Regions from separate parts of the Macaca fascicularis genome. Here region 2 is linked to region 1. Evidence: chromatin contacts called from public Hi-C data. All regions are on one chromosome and are shown on one strand. Each heading gives the region's core, a stretch centred on a gene start, on an enhancer-like site or on the middle of the called end of the contact. The rest is flanking DNA. Distances are from core to core; before and after follow the strand shown. Region 1 holds the start of BCOR (BCL6 corepressor). Region 2 has its middle 87 kb from the start of BCOR.

Evidence for each region. Hi-C and Micro-C count contacts between places; a contact is called where the count stands out from the background.
Region 2: a Hi-C map of liver shows a contact between it and region 1, with 3 times the contacts expected there. The contact joins the enhancer-like site here to the promoter of BCOR in region 1. A contact is called at or near these places in 2 of 2 Hi-C or Micro-C datasets (liver and skeletal muscle).

What each region holds. Positions count from the first base shown.
Region 1 is chrX:40,151,521-40,157,844 of T2T-MFA8v1.1, reverse strand. BCOR (BCL6 corepressor) reads left to right here and starts at 4,751. Exons shown (of 14, transcript XM_074029118.1): 1 at 4,751-4,838.
Region 2 is chrX:40,236,204-40,243,286 of T2T-MFA8v1.1, reverse strand. No RefSeq gene overlaps it. Among named protein-coding and RNA genes, the nearest start is that of BCOR, 87 kb to the right of the region's middle. Within about 2 kb of position 2,781, at least 5 of the 6 cell types and tissues checked have an H3K27ac peak or open chromatin away from gene starts, as enhancers often do. A contact at or near this core is called in liver, where this site is marked.

The DNA of each region.
Region 1 (6,324 bases), core at 3,502-6,001:
CTTTACTTACAAAACATAGACATCGTTTTACCCAGAATTTCTTTTCTTTTCTTTTCTTTTTTTTTTTTTTGAGATGGAGTCTCACTCTTGTTGCCTAGGCTGGAGTGCAGTGGTGCGATCTCGGCTCATTGAAACCTCCATCTCCTGGGTTCAAGTGATTCTCCTGCCTCAGCCTCCCAAGTAGCTGGGATTACAGGCACATGCCACCACGCCCAGTTATTTTTTGTATTTTTAGTAGAGACGGGGTTTCACCATGGTGGCCAGGCTGGTCTAGAACTCCTGACCTCAGGTGATCCACCAGCCTCGGCTTCTCAAAGTGCTGAAATTACAGGCGTGAGCCACCGCGCCCAGGCTTTTTTCCCAGAATTTCAAGATGGTAGCTACAGAGCAATAACCCCAAGCATGGAACCCATGTGACTGCACGGGTCCCTTGCCCACGGAGCCAGCCCTGTCCTGACTAACCAGCCTTCTCTCTCCCAATTCACCGCTTCCAGGAGAAAAAACGGAACTAGCTCATCTGGTGGTAGTTACAGCTACATAGAAGCTGTCGGCATCCCAACCCCCAGCGACAGGGGTGTGAACCAGGACTAGACCCCAAAAGGTCTCTGCTGAATCTTCTCCACCCACATGCTTAATGTTCTCATACTCTCTGTGAGACTAGGAGCAGAGGTGGCCAGTTGCCTACACCAGTATTCATTCCCCACTCTTCCTTCGTAATTTGAGATAACAACGTACCCAAGCTAAAAGACGACATTTCTCAGTGCCATGAACTGAATGTTCGTGTCCCTCCCAAATTCATATGTTGAAATCCTAACCCCAATGTGATGGTATTAGGACATGGGGCCTCTGGGCGATAATTAGATCATGAATGGTATTAGTGTCCTTATAAAAAAGACAGGAGAGCGTTTGCTTCCTCTCCCTGCTCTCTACCATGAGAGGATGCAATGAGAAGAAGACCGCTCCAGCAGGCCATCAACAGACACCAGATCTGTCAGCACCTTGGGTTTTTTGTTGTTGTTGTTGTTTTTGAGACAGAGTCTCACTCCATCACCCAGGCTGGAATGCAGTGGCGAGATCTCAGCTCACTGCAACCTCTGCCTCCTGGGTTCAAGCAATTCTCAGCACCTTGATCGTAATCTTGGACTTGCAGAACTGTGAGAAGTAAATGCTTTTTTTTTGTTTGTTTAAACCTCCCACACTGGTAATTTGTTGTAACAGCCTGAACTTACTGAGACATGCAGCCTCTTTCTTGCAGCAAGAGGTGGCCAGGCCGGGCACAGTGGCATATGCCTGTAAATCCCAGCACTTTGGGAGGCTGAGGAGGAGGATCGCTGGAGCCCAGGAGTTCGAGGCCAGCTAGAACAACGTAGTGAGACCCCCGTCTCTATAAAAAATAAAAAATTAGCTAGGCATGGTGGTCCCAGCTACTTGAGAGGCTGAGGTGGGGTGATCACTTGAGCCCAGGAGGTCAAAGCTGCAGTGTGCTGTGATTGCACCACTGCACTCCAGCCTGGGTGACAGAGCAAGACCTTGTCTCAAAGAGAATAAAGAAAAGAGAAACAAAGAGGTGACCAATGAGATGTCAGTGGAAACCATTGGGTGGGACTTCTGGGAAATCTTTATAAAAGAGGCTGATGCAGCTGGGAGCGCCCCTTTCCCTCTCCTTGCTGCTAGGACTTAAAGCAGTGAGTGGAATGATCAGATAGAGGAGATGAGTTTGGGAAGGGGTGGGGCTCAACTGTTTATTGAAGAGTCCAAAAGGATCTGAAGGGTAGTTGGATGAGGAAGAGGACAGGATAGGTATTAAGAAGATAGACCGTGCAGGATTTGATGATAGGGGCTGTATCCTCTACCCTGTTTTCTTGTGTGCCAAGAAAAGTAGAATGTAAGCTCCATGAGGGCAGGGGCCATGTCTCTTGCTTACCATTGCATGCCTAGTACAGTGCCTGGCACAAAGTGGTCAATCAATAAATGTCTAATCAATGTAGAATGAAACATGCTCCATACATCCCTTGGGGGCTTTACTCCTAATTGGAAGCAGGTTCAAGGGGTCAAGAACATCCATACCTCAGGGGCCCCTTGGACCCGGGGAATAATTCCTAAGTATGGTTTCTCTTGCATTGTGTGCACCCATCATCCCCACACCCAGGCCCAGACTGGAGTTTCTCAGGGCCTAAATGAGCCATAGGAGTACCTGCCTGCACTGAGCTTTTCCCAACTCTGGCTCCCGTGTGGTTCGAAGGCCAAGTTAATGTCACTGTTTCCACAACATCACTTCCTCTGCAGCGTGAGAAAAGAGGAAGAACACTCGCTATGTGACTCTCCTCTTCCCCCAGGGAAAGCACAAAGCTGTTGGAAACAATAAAAGCAGCCCTGTGTAAAGGGGAGACTTTTGTCTGTGCAGTCAGGGGTTGCTGCGCCTGCGACTTCCTGCAGGGATATTCGGCAGCTTTGCAGATAAATAAATGCTCACATTCAGAATGACCAGCCTAGAACACTTTTATGAGCCTTTTCTCCTCCCCAGGCTGTACACAGATAATACATCAAATTAGCATCCCGAACCTCTGGTTCAGCATCACTTGACACCAGCCCCTCGGCATGAGGGGTGGGTTTTGGCAAGGCTGTTCTCAACTACATCCCAGCAATGTGGGATTGAGGCTTGTGACCTCCTTGGGAATCATCGGATGCTTCCAACCTGGGCTGGCCACAAGTTGAGGTCATGAGGTCTTGCTGGTCACTCCAGACCAGACTGTAAAAGAGGCAGCAGAGGCTGGGTGTGGTGGCTCATGCTTGTAATCCCAGCACTTTGGGAGGCTGAGGCGGGTGGATGACCTGAGGTCAGGAGTTTGAGACCAGCCTGGCCAACATGGTGAAACCTCATTTCTACTAAAAATGCAAAAATTAGCCAGGCATGGTGGTGCACACCTGTAATCCCAGCTACTTGGGAGGTTGAGGCAGGAGAATCGCTTGAACCTGGGAGGCAGAGGTTGCAGTGAACTGAGATTGCCTCATTGCACTCCAGCTTCAGTGACAAGAGCGAAACTCTGTTCCCCCCCCAAAAAAAGAGGTGGCAGAAACCCCAGCCTTATAATAAAGATTGGGTTGTAACTTGGAGAAAATACACATTTTCATTTCTCCATTGATAATCATAGGAATGTGAGCAAAAATATGTAACTATGAGGATGGGGAAAGAAAAAAAGAAGGAGTGAGGGAGGGAAGGATAGTAGTCAATAGATAGTGAATGGATCAAATTGGAAAGGAAAAAGTTCACTTTCAGGTAACCTGAAGTGGAATTTGGCCTCATTTCAGGTTGCCCAACTAGTAACACAGGATAACTGGTAAGGTTTAGAAAATGAAGTAGGGAGAGGGGAGATTGTCTAAACTTTGTACTACTTACTCCCAATATATGGTATGAAAATCTATTCTATTGAGCTATCTAAATATAAGTGTTTTTAATGCATCCTTTCTTGGGCCATGAGGAGGAGTAGGACAGCACAGAGCACCAGTGGCAGCTCTTCAAATCACAGATGTGGTCCCACTGACTGGGATTGCGGAGCTGTCAGTTAAAGTAGATGACTGCCTACACTTCGAGATGCAACCTCACAGCTGGTGAGGGTTGAAGCCAGCTGCACAGGGTGGTCCGTGAATTAAAAAATAACCACAGAGCTATAAGCCACGCTCCCCCAAACCCCCACCAGCCGATAGAAGGGAAGCCAAAGAAGCACGTTTGGTGGGTGTACCCTCATCCCCTGTTGCTTATGTGTTCAGAATCATGTCAATTGCAGTTCCTGGCTGCCTGACCCTGAGCAGAATCCTACAGAACAGGAACAGGGTGGGGAAAAAATGGCCGGGACCAAGTAGAAGCTGCTTTCGCTATGTGTCCCCAGCAAGTTCAAATGACTACCAGGATGGTTGGCTAGCAGATAGGGGTAGGAGGTTAATATATTTTTGAATAAGAGTTTCCTGTTACCTGCAAACACTCAAAAAAGAGCTAGAGGTTTTTATTCTTCTTAGGAAGAACAAGGGTTCGGGCTGTTTTCTCTCATCACTTGTCATAAATGATTCTGTCAATCATTTATTCTGACACCCATTCATTCCACAAATATTTATTGAGTGCCTACTATATGCCAGCCACAATGTTACACACCAAATATACAGCTCGCAAGCAAACACTGGGTTTTGTAGACAGGTTTGTACTATTGATACCAAGGTATGCACTGTAACATACTTACAGCATGTTTAGCCACCCTGAACTCAAGAGACTTGGGTTCAAATCCTAAGTCACTTACCTAGCTGAGTAACTGAGCTTTACCCAGTTTTACACGATTGACCTTTCCCTATGCCTCAGTTTCTCACTCTGTAAAGTTTGAGGGCTTGTGAAGAACTTAGCACAGACCATGGGAGTGGGAGCTACCATTATTTAGCACAGTCCTCCCACCCCAGCTCTGCCTGGTGCCACAGTCCACCGCTTGGTGGTATTTCCGAAGCTGGCCAGGCCCTCTGCTGCTGACCCTGGAAGTCGGGTCACACTAGACAAGGCTGCATGTGCGGGGAGAAGGCGGGGCGGGGGGGGCTCCTTTGCACGCGGCTGCTCGCGTTTCCCCAAGGCCTCCAGAGAGTCTAAAAACTCACCTCGGAGGAGGGGAAAGAGCGTGAAGTGGCTCTTTCGATCTGAGACACCCCCTCCCGGAGAACTCGCCCCCTCCCCCCAAGCCCAGTGCGGAGTGAAATCTTAGAAGCCGCGGCTGCTGGGTTTGAACGGAATGCCGGAGTCAGTGGAAGACGGAGCTGGTCGGCCCGAAGGTCAGCGAGTTGTTTTGAGTTCTCCTACCCGGAAGGTAGGGGGTGGGGTGGGGAGCAGGGAGTAGAGGACGCCAGGGCCCCCGAGAGACCCCGCGTCAGAGCAAAAATTGTTTGTGCTCCGGAACAGTCAGCTCAGCGGAAGCCGCGACGGGGGCGGGTCACGTGCGGCGGTGGCGGCGCAGCTGGCGGGGGAGCCGGGCTGGGACAAGGGCCGGGCCGGGCGGGGGTGGCGCGGGGCGGCGGCTCTCGCAGCCGAAGGTGGAACCGGCTGACTCTGGGCGCTGGGAGCGAGCGGCTCCCCGAGCCCGGAGCGAGGGAGGCGCGCTAGTTATGGAGGGACCCGTGTGGGAGCCAGGGCGCTCGGAGCTCCGCGTGGTGCGGCACGGGCGGGACGAGGAATCCTGGGGGGGCGGGGGCAGGGACACGGAAGCGGGCTCCCTGGGCGAGAGCGGAACCGACGCGGAGGCTGCGCGGGCGTCTGAACCCCAAGAATGGAGGCGCCGCTCTTGTAGTCGCCGGCCTTGTTTTCTTCTTGAACGCAAATCCCGGAACGACCGGAACCGCCATCCCCGCCTGCGTCCCAGGGGCGCCCCATTACGCATGGGGGAGGGTGGGTCCCGCGGGGCTACTCCGAGAGGGGATCCGTGAGGCCGAGGCCGGGGAGGGCTGCGAGGTGGCTCGCGGGTGTGCGAGCCGGAGCGGGGCTGCACACCACACAAACAGTCTCCCCTTCCCCAGGAAGAGCGGGCTAGGGAAGACGCGGGCTAGCTCTGGGGGCTCCCCAGGACTGTGGGTGCCAGGCGGGGACCGCAAAGCGGGAGGGGGTGCTGCAGAGAAACCATCGACTCCACCTGGAAGACATTGGCGGCCTCGTGGCCGGTGGTGAACGGTCTCACGCTTCCCCAAAGTGGCGCGCGCTACTCCAGCGTGGGAGGGAAAGGACACAAACTTGGCCATCTGCCAGAAGCCTTGAGGACGCCTGACTTTGGTGTCCCCCCGCCCCCCGCAGTGGCCCGAAATGTACTCTCCCTCCCATAGTCCACGAGGTTCAAGTCCGAGGCCTGGAAAAGTAGGGTCGCGTGGTCTGGCCTCGGATGGGAAACCCACCCACGTTATTCTCAGGTGCCACGCGGGGAAGGCGCGGAACAGTTTTCTTGCAAAGTTTCCCGCCCCTCACCCCAGTCGAGGAAGGGCGGCTCTTCCGGAGGTGGGGGCGGGGAACGGCCTCGGAGCAGGGAGTGGTGCTAGTTCCTCTTCCCCGCGATCGCTCGGGCAGCCGGCGCGTTCGCGTCCCCAGACGCTGCACCCCAGTTTGCTGCAACGTCTGCTCGGAGTCGCGGCAGCGGGTGCTGCGCGGAGTCTAGGACGACGCGAGACGCCATTTGCATCCCCCCTCCCTCCTGCAGGTTGGCGGGGGCGGCGGTGTCGCCCGCCGCGGAAGCGTATTCCTGGCAGTGACACTGATTAGATGCTGTGTCGATACGTGCACAGAATCGGGGTGGGCCTTCACCTCTCCTCTGC
Region 2 (7,083 bases), core at 1,532-4,031, 87 kb before region 1:
TACAAAAAAACATTTTTTAAAATTAGCCAGGCATGGTGGAACGCGCCTGTAGTCCCAGTTATTCTGCCCGTATGGGTTGCATCCTCCATGTGAGAGCTTCTCACCCTAAGTCTCACAGTCACCAGTACCCTGGCTTCCAGGACAAACCTGGACTATTTCCCCCCAGGCTTGCCCTAGAGACTTAAAGGAAGCTGGACTTTTATGAAAAACTCATTGTGGGTGGGGGGCAAAAATTAACTAGGCATGAAGAACCTGGGAGATACCAGATTATTCTGGCTCATTAGGGCTTTACACTTATCTGGCCACAGCTGGGACATACTCCCTTCTCCCTGCACCATGCAGTCTGGGCCCACCTCACCCACAGTGTGGGTCACCTATTATAATGCCCCCCAAAATAGTGTCAATTCAACAGTAACTGCTTCTCCAGGGTCTAGGCTTTGGGGCCCCAACTTATCACAACTTGAAGTTACTGTTTTAAAAATTTATCTTCTTTATTTGTTAATTGTGTAATCTGTTAACATATTATAGCTCCACAGGACAATCACTGGCGGTCTTGTTTACTGTTAAAGCACCAGCCCTAGCCCAGTAGTTCGAATATTTTGATTGCATGTATGGGTGGATAGCTGAGTGTGTAGATGGATGGATGCAAGGATGGAGGGATGGATGGATGGAGGGATAGATGGATGGATGGATGGGTGGATGGGTGGGTGGATGGACTGGCCCCCACATAGTACCAAGGTACTTCTCCTGTAAATACCACAAACCTAGACCAGCAGTTCTCAAACCTTTAGGTCTTGGGACTCCTTGACTTTTTAATTTGTTATCGAGGACTCCAAAATGCTTTTGGTTATATTGGTCTTATCAGTATTTCCCACATTAAAAATGAAAACAGGAACATTTTTAATATTTATGTATTAATTGATCTAAAAATAACAATCATTAATATATTACATGTGTGGTGGGCAGCCTCTAAGATGGTGCCCAGTAATTCCCACTTTCTGTCACCCACACCCTTGAGTAATTCCCTCCCCTTGAACGCTAGCTGGACTTACAGACTCACTCCTAATAGATCTATTGTCCTATAGGGATGTGGCTTCCAAAATTAGATTACAAAAAAGACTGTGCCTTCTGTCTTGGGTGCCCTCTTTTCTCTCCCTAGGAGGAGCCAGCTGCCTTGTCACGAGGCAGCCCCATGGAGAGGGCCTCGTGGCAAGAAACCCAGGCCTGTCAGCAGCCACGAGTGAGCCTGGAGGTGGATCTTTCCCCGGCTGAGCTTTGAGATGATCCTACCCCTGGAACACACCCTGATTAGTCTCCTAAGAGACCCTGAGCCAGAACCACCCAGCTAAGCTGCTCCCAGATTCCTGACCCACAGAAACTGTGTGAGATAATAAATGTCTGTTGTTTTCAGCCACTAAGTTTTGGGGGTAACTTGTTACACAGCAATGGATAAAATGCATGGTAACATCTATAGTAACATCAATAGCACAATTCTATTTAAAAATAACCATATTTTCCAAAACAAATAAACAAAAAAGTTTAGGGAGAAAAGTGGCATCGTTCTTACATTTTTGCAAACCTCTCTAATATCTGGCTTAATCGAAGACAGCTGCTTCCTCATAGTGGCTTGGGCATCCAATGCGTTGTGATACGTTGTTTTGGTTGAAGAAAATCCAGCCTAATGGAGCTTTGCAGTTAGAAAAGAACAGTCTGAAAAGGGCTCAGGGAACCACAGGGATCCTCAGACCACACTTTGGGAACCGCTGACCTAGACAATCATAGACCCCAAAACATTCTAATTCTAGGGTCCTCACTTCCCAATCTTGGTTTCCTGTTTGGGACCTTTGCCATTTCTCCAGGTGCCCAAGTGACTTAGTGGTGACGGAGGCCACCCAGGAGGTCTGGTCCCCTGCCAAAAAGGATAAGGTCCTCTGAGGCCTAAAAGCAGAAGACACTGATGAACTAACCCTCAGTCTTGGCTGTGTCATGCCCAAGATGTGACACAGAGGGGAAAGGACGCCTCCGACATCCAAGGTGAAGGTTGAGGCATCTGGAGCCGGGGAGGGCAGGGGAGCTTGTTCGCCGCGCATTGACAGCTTCCGGGACACTGGGGTTTGCCAGATCCACGGGGATTTCCCCCTCTCCTCCCCTTTCCTGCGCGTGTCCCACTACCCCCACCCCCCGGTGAAGTTTAGGGCCTGTTTTCAGCCGGAGCCGGTCTAATTTTCGCTGCCTAGTTGGTCAGAGAAACGCACGCAGCTGTAGCAAAGCATAAAAATAGCTTCCTCCGTGACCAATTTCTTCCCACTTCCCTTTCTCTCTCTCCATGCTCGCCTCCCCGTCCCCACCTTCTGTGGAAGCAGGAAGGTCCCTGGAGGGTGCCAGCACTATTGAGACATGCCATGCGCCCCGGCTTCCCTCCCAAACAACACATGTTCCTGGTTCTATTTTGCCCTGGCCCCCCGCAGGCTCGCATAGGCTTCCCAGGGAACCAGGCGTTGTCAGATGGGTCTCCGAGGGCCCAGTGTCCGTCCACCTCGCTGGGCAGACTTCCTCTCCAAAGCATAGGCCCCCCAAGACATCTGCACGCCGAGTGCTCGCCCGAGGCACTCGGATCTGGGGTCCCAGCCTCGCCCAGAGCCAGCCAAAGGCCTGCCCGCGAGAGATCCGGATCTTCTGGCACTTTAGAGGTTAAATGGGAAGCCTCCAGCTGGAAGGAAAAAAACGCCCCGGTGCTATGCGCGGAGGCTCCAGGCGGTGTCCCCAGCGTCCCGGGCTTCCTCTGCGCCGGGCGGCTGCGCGTCCCGGAGGCGTCCGTGGCAGAAGATGGAATCCGAAAGTGGGCATTCGTCTTTCTAGTTTGGAAGCGGGAGCAGACAGTCAAACCTGCAGCAGCTCAGCTCCCCAACGGGAAGATCTAGCCAGCCTTGGGCGGGGGAGCGTTTCTAGAAATGTCTACACCCGGAGCCACCGGCGGGAACCAGGAACGCTATGGCCTGGACCTGCCCGGCCTCTCTTCCCTGAGCCTTTGGGACCATGCGGGAGAGAGGAGAGGCCACCTATCGCATTTCAGGAGTGGCTTGTAGGGTCCAAGGGCCGTTTGCCTCCCTCTACTGCAGTTTGGAAACAGAATAAACCGCCCCAGCAAAACCCGGTGAACTTGTCCAAACCACACAAGAGTTCAAACCACACAAACTCCAACTGGGCACTGACACAGGGCTGGCTTTATCTGTCCCCAGAGGGCTTTGCTCTGCCTCGCAATTGATTAGGGCTCCTGAAAACCACTGAAACAGTTTATCACACCCACCCAGCCTCAAGCCCCCTATGGGCTGGAGTGGAGCCTGGATTGTTCCGGCAACCAACCCCAGCCCAGCTTCCACCCAGCTTGGAGGCCCCTAGGGCCACCTGCCTGGTTCCTCACTCCAGAGAGGGTCCCCATTTTGTGGCAGGAAATCGAATGACAGAGAGCAAGAGGGTGAGATGGGAAGATGAAGGATTTGGATCTATGAGGGGAGAGAAGCATTCTGTCCACTGAACAGGGTCAGGGGCCGGGGGGCTTTCCAAGATCCCCCTTTACTTTCACACCCTTTCTCCAGGTCTGTGTTCCTCTCCTTTCGCAGCACCCAACGCCCTTCTGCATGGGTGGCCCAGTCCTCCAAGCCCAGCCTTGTCTTTTGAACTTCTCCCCAAGCAACCTGTCCTTGTACAATTTACATCCTCTCAGTTGTTTTCTCTGGAAACTCCTAACTCAGGAGGCCAATGCCATGGCCATGAGAACATTCTTCACCACAGAAAGCAAGATCTTTTGTCAGCCTGTTCTTCATGGGAGGGGAGGGGAAGGTTTTGTAAATATCGCGTGGAGATTAACTGGGAGGAGGCAGGAATTAAACAACGTGCTTTTTTCTTTTCTTTTCTTTTCTTTTTTTTTTTTTTTTTTTTGAGACAGAGTCTTGCTTTGTCGCCCAGGCTGGAGTGCAGTGGCACCATCTCCGCTCACTGCAACCTCTGCCTCCCGGGTTTAAGTGATTCTCCTGCCTCAGCCTCCCAAGTAGTTGAGATGAGAAGTGCACACCACCACGCCCAGCTAAAATTTTTTTGGGGGGAGGGGGATGAAGTCTCACTCTGTCGCCCAGGCTGGAGTACAGTGGCGCGATCTCAGCTCACTGCAACCTCCGGCTCCCGGGTTCAAGCAAGTCTCTTGCCTCAGCCTTCTGAGTAGCTGAGACTACAGGCGCATGACACCACCCCTGCTAATTTTTGTATTTTTAGAATAGACAGGGTTTCACCATGTTGGCCAGGCTGGTCTCCAGCTCTTGGCCTGAAGTGATCTGCCTGCCTCGCCCTCCTAAAGTGATGGGATTATAGGTGTGAGCCATCGCACCCAGCTAATTTTTGTATTTTTAGTAGAGACGGGGTTTCACCATGTTGGCCAGGCTGGTCTGGAACTCCTGACCTCAAGTGATCCACCCGCCTCAGCCTCCCAAAGTGTTGGGATTACAGGCGTGAGCCACCACGCCCAGCCTAAACAGTGTGCTTTAACACGAACTAGTAGTGATCATGGTGGAGCACAGTCACAGACGGAGGAGGATCTCTGGCAGCTGAACTTCTGGGCTCACACCAGGAAGCCTGTCACGTTTCCCAGCTGCCTGTGCCATGCCTGTGGTGCCAGTCATTGCTCTAATGGTAGGCAGGGAGGCAGAACTCCCCCTGAATAAGTACAAGGACTTGATGAGCCTTTGAAAGCAGGCGACCCACCCAAAGAATCTGAATTCTTTCAGGTTGTTTCCTGCCCCAGCAACTCTATGTAAAACAACTGGCTGAGAGCTTGTACAAATTAGGGTGGCTTGTCACAAGGGTTTCTATCACATTTAGTCACCTCTGAAAAAAAGAGACCCGTTTTTGAAAAACACCTAGCAGGCCGGGCGCGGTGGCTCATGCCTGTAATCCCAGCACTTTGGGAGGCCGAGGTGGGTGGATCACGAGGTCAGGAGATCGAGACCATCCTGGCTAACACGGTGAAACCCCATCTCTACTAAAAATACAAAAAATTAGCCAGGTGTGGTGGCGGTGCCTGTAGTCCCCACTACTCGGGAGGCCGAGGCAGGAGAATGGCGTGAACCCAGGAGGCAGAGCTTGCAGTGAGCGGAGATCGTGCCACTGCACTCCAGCCTGGGCGACAGAGCGAGACTCTGCCTCGGAAAAAAAAAAAAAAGAAAAAGACAAATACCTAGCATACATAAAGGGATTTATCATCTCGTTTCATTCCATCAATAACCTTGTGAGCAAATGGGGGTTACCCTGACAGCAGTTGGAGTTCCATTGCAGGAAAGAGAGAACCTCTCCAGCTATTTTAAGCAAGAAGAGATTTAACACAGGAAATTAGGTACTGACAAAATTATTGGAAGGGTGCAGGAGGAGCAGTCAGTCTCTGGGCTCCCAAAACAACACCACTGAACTGGTCCGCCAAGATTACTGCCATCTCTTCCACTATCAGAAAGGTGGGGCATGAGGGAGCCCGCCTCTGGAAATGTAGATTTCCAGAGTGCACTACCATAGCTGTGATCCAAGGATCAGGAAGCCACTGCCACCACAACCCCTCTCAACACCCACACAGCTGGTAACTGAGCAAACACTAGAATGTTGTTTCACACACACACACACACGCACATGCACACGCACACGCACACACACACACCTCCAGCAGGTACAGCCAGAGCAGCAGGCAAGAATTGTGGGCTCTGCCTCACATCTGCCATCCTAACTTCACACGAGTGCATCTAACTGGTAAAACTGAATTCTCATCCACAGTCCCAGCTGCAAAGGTGTCTGGGAAATCCAGTTTTTAGCCTTTCAGTCTCTGCAGACCATGGGGGCACCATAGGACGAGGTTGGAAGGGAGGCTGTGTGCCTGCCACCATGCCTACATTTTGCAGATAAGGAAACTAATGTTCAGAGAGGTTAAAGAACACATCCAAAGGCACATGGCTGGTAAACCCCAATCTCCCTGACTCCAGAACCCGTACTTTCAATCATTACCTTGAGCAAACAGCCCCATTCCATTTGGGGTTTTGGCAGTCTTGGGGCATCATTCGGCCAGAGGGCCCACACGACAGCAAAAGCTAGCACACTCCTTCTGCATGCTCAAAGGCACTGAGGTACAACTGAGGCCCCAGGATTGTGAATAGCTTATCTCAGGTTGACAGGCAGAGGCGACTCATAATCAAACCCAGGGTTCCCAACCCCACGTTGTATACTTCCTGACCTCACCCTCCTGCCCCCCGACATCGACATCTGGAGGAGGGGGAATACATGCACAGGTTGTCTCTGGAGACACGTTTCTCCAACACTCAGCTGCCCTGCATTTCTCCAGGTGAGGTATCTAGCCTCCAACCTCTCCTCCCATATTTGGAGAATCCTCCATCTTCCTAGTTGCCTCCCACCAGAGAAGCTAAAAATCCCAGATAGGCACTTTCACAGCTGCCATTGCAGTTGGCATAGGCTCCTGCCTTAGGCTCAACCCATCAGATGCCCCTATTAAAGGCTTGGAGTTGGGAACTGGTAATACTGAGATGCAAGGAGCACTGAAGTCCATTCTGGTGGACGGTGGCAGTCACCAAGGCAATGGCATTCCATTTCCTGGGTCGGCAGGGACCATATCCATGTCCCAAGGTGGCAGTGTATGCCAGGGAGTCCTGGACTTGGCAGCGAGGTCATCCCTGGATTGGCCTGACTTTGGCTGTGGTCCTGACTGCTGTACAGCCTCCTTGGTCGGCTCACCAAACTGGATTCTTCAGCCCTCTTGGTTATTTTGTGAGTTCCCCAAGATCCTTTTCATAAAGTCCTTTTCTGCTTAAATAAGCCAGAATTGTTTCCTGTTGCTTGGAGCCAAGAGCTCTGGCTGTTACAGCTGAGCTGCTAGAATTTGCCTGGCTTCCCTCAGCGAGACCACACAGGACACTGCTAATTCTTGGATCCCTCAGGCATCCCAGTCCACTTCCTAGGAGCTCCCACATCCCAGGACCTTGGCCTGCTGATCTTACCTTAAGAGAACTGGCCTGATCTGACAGAGGGTCCCACATCTTT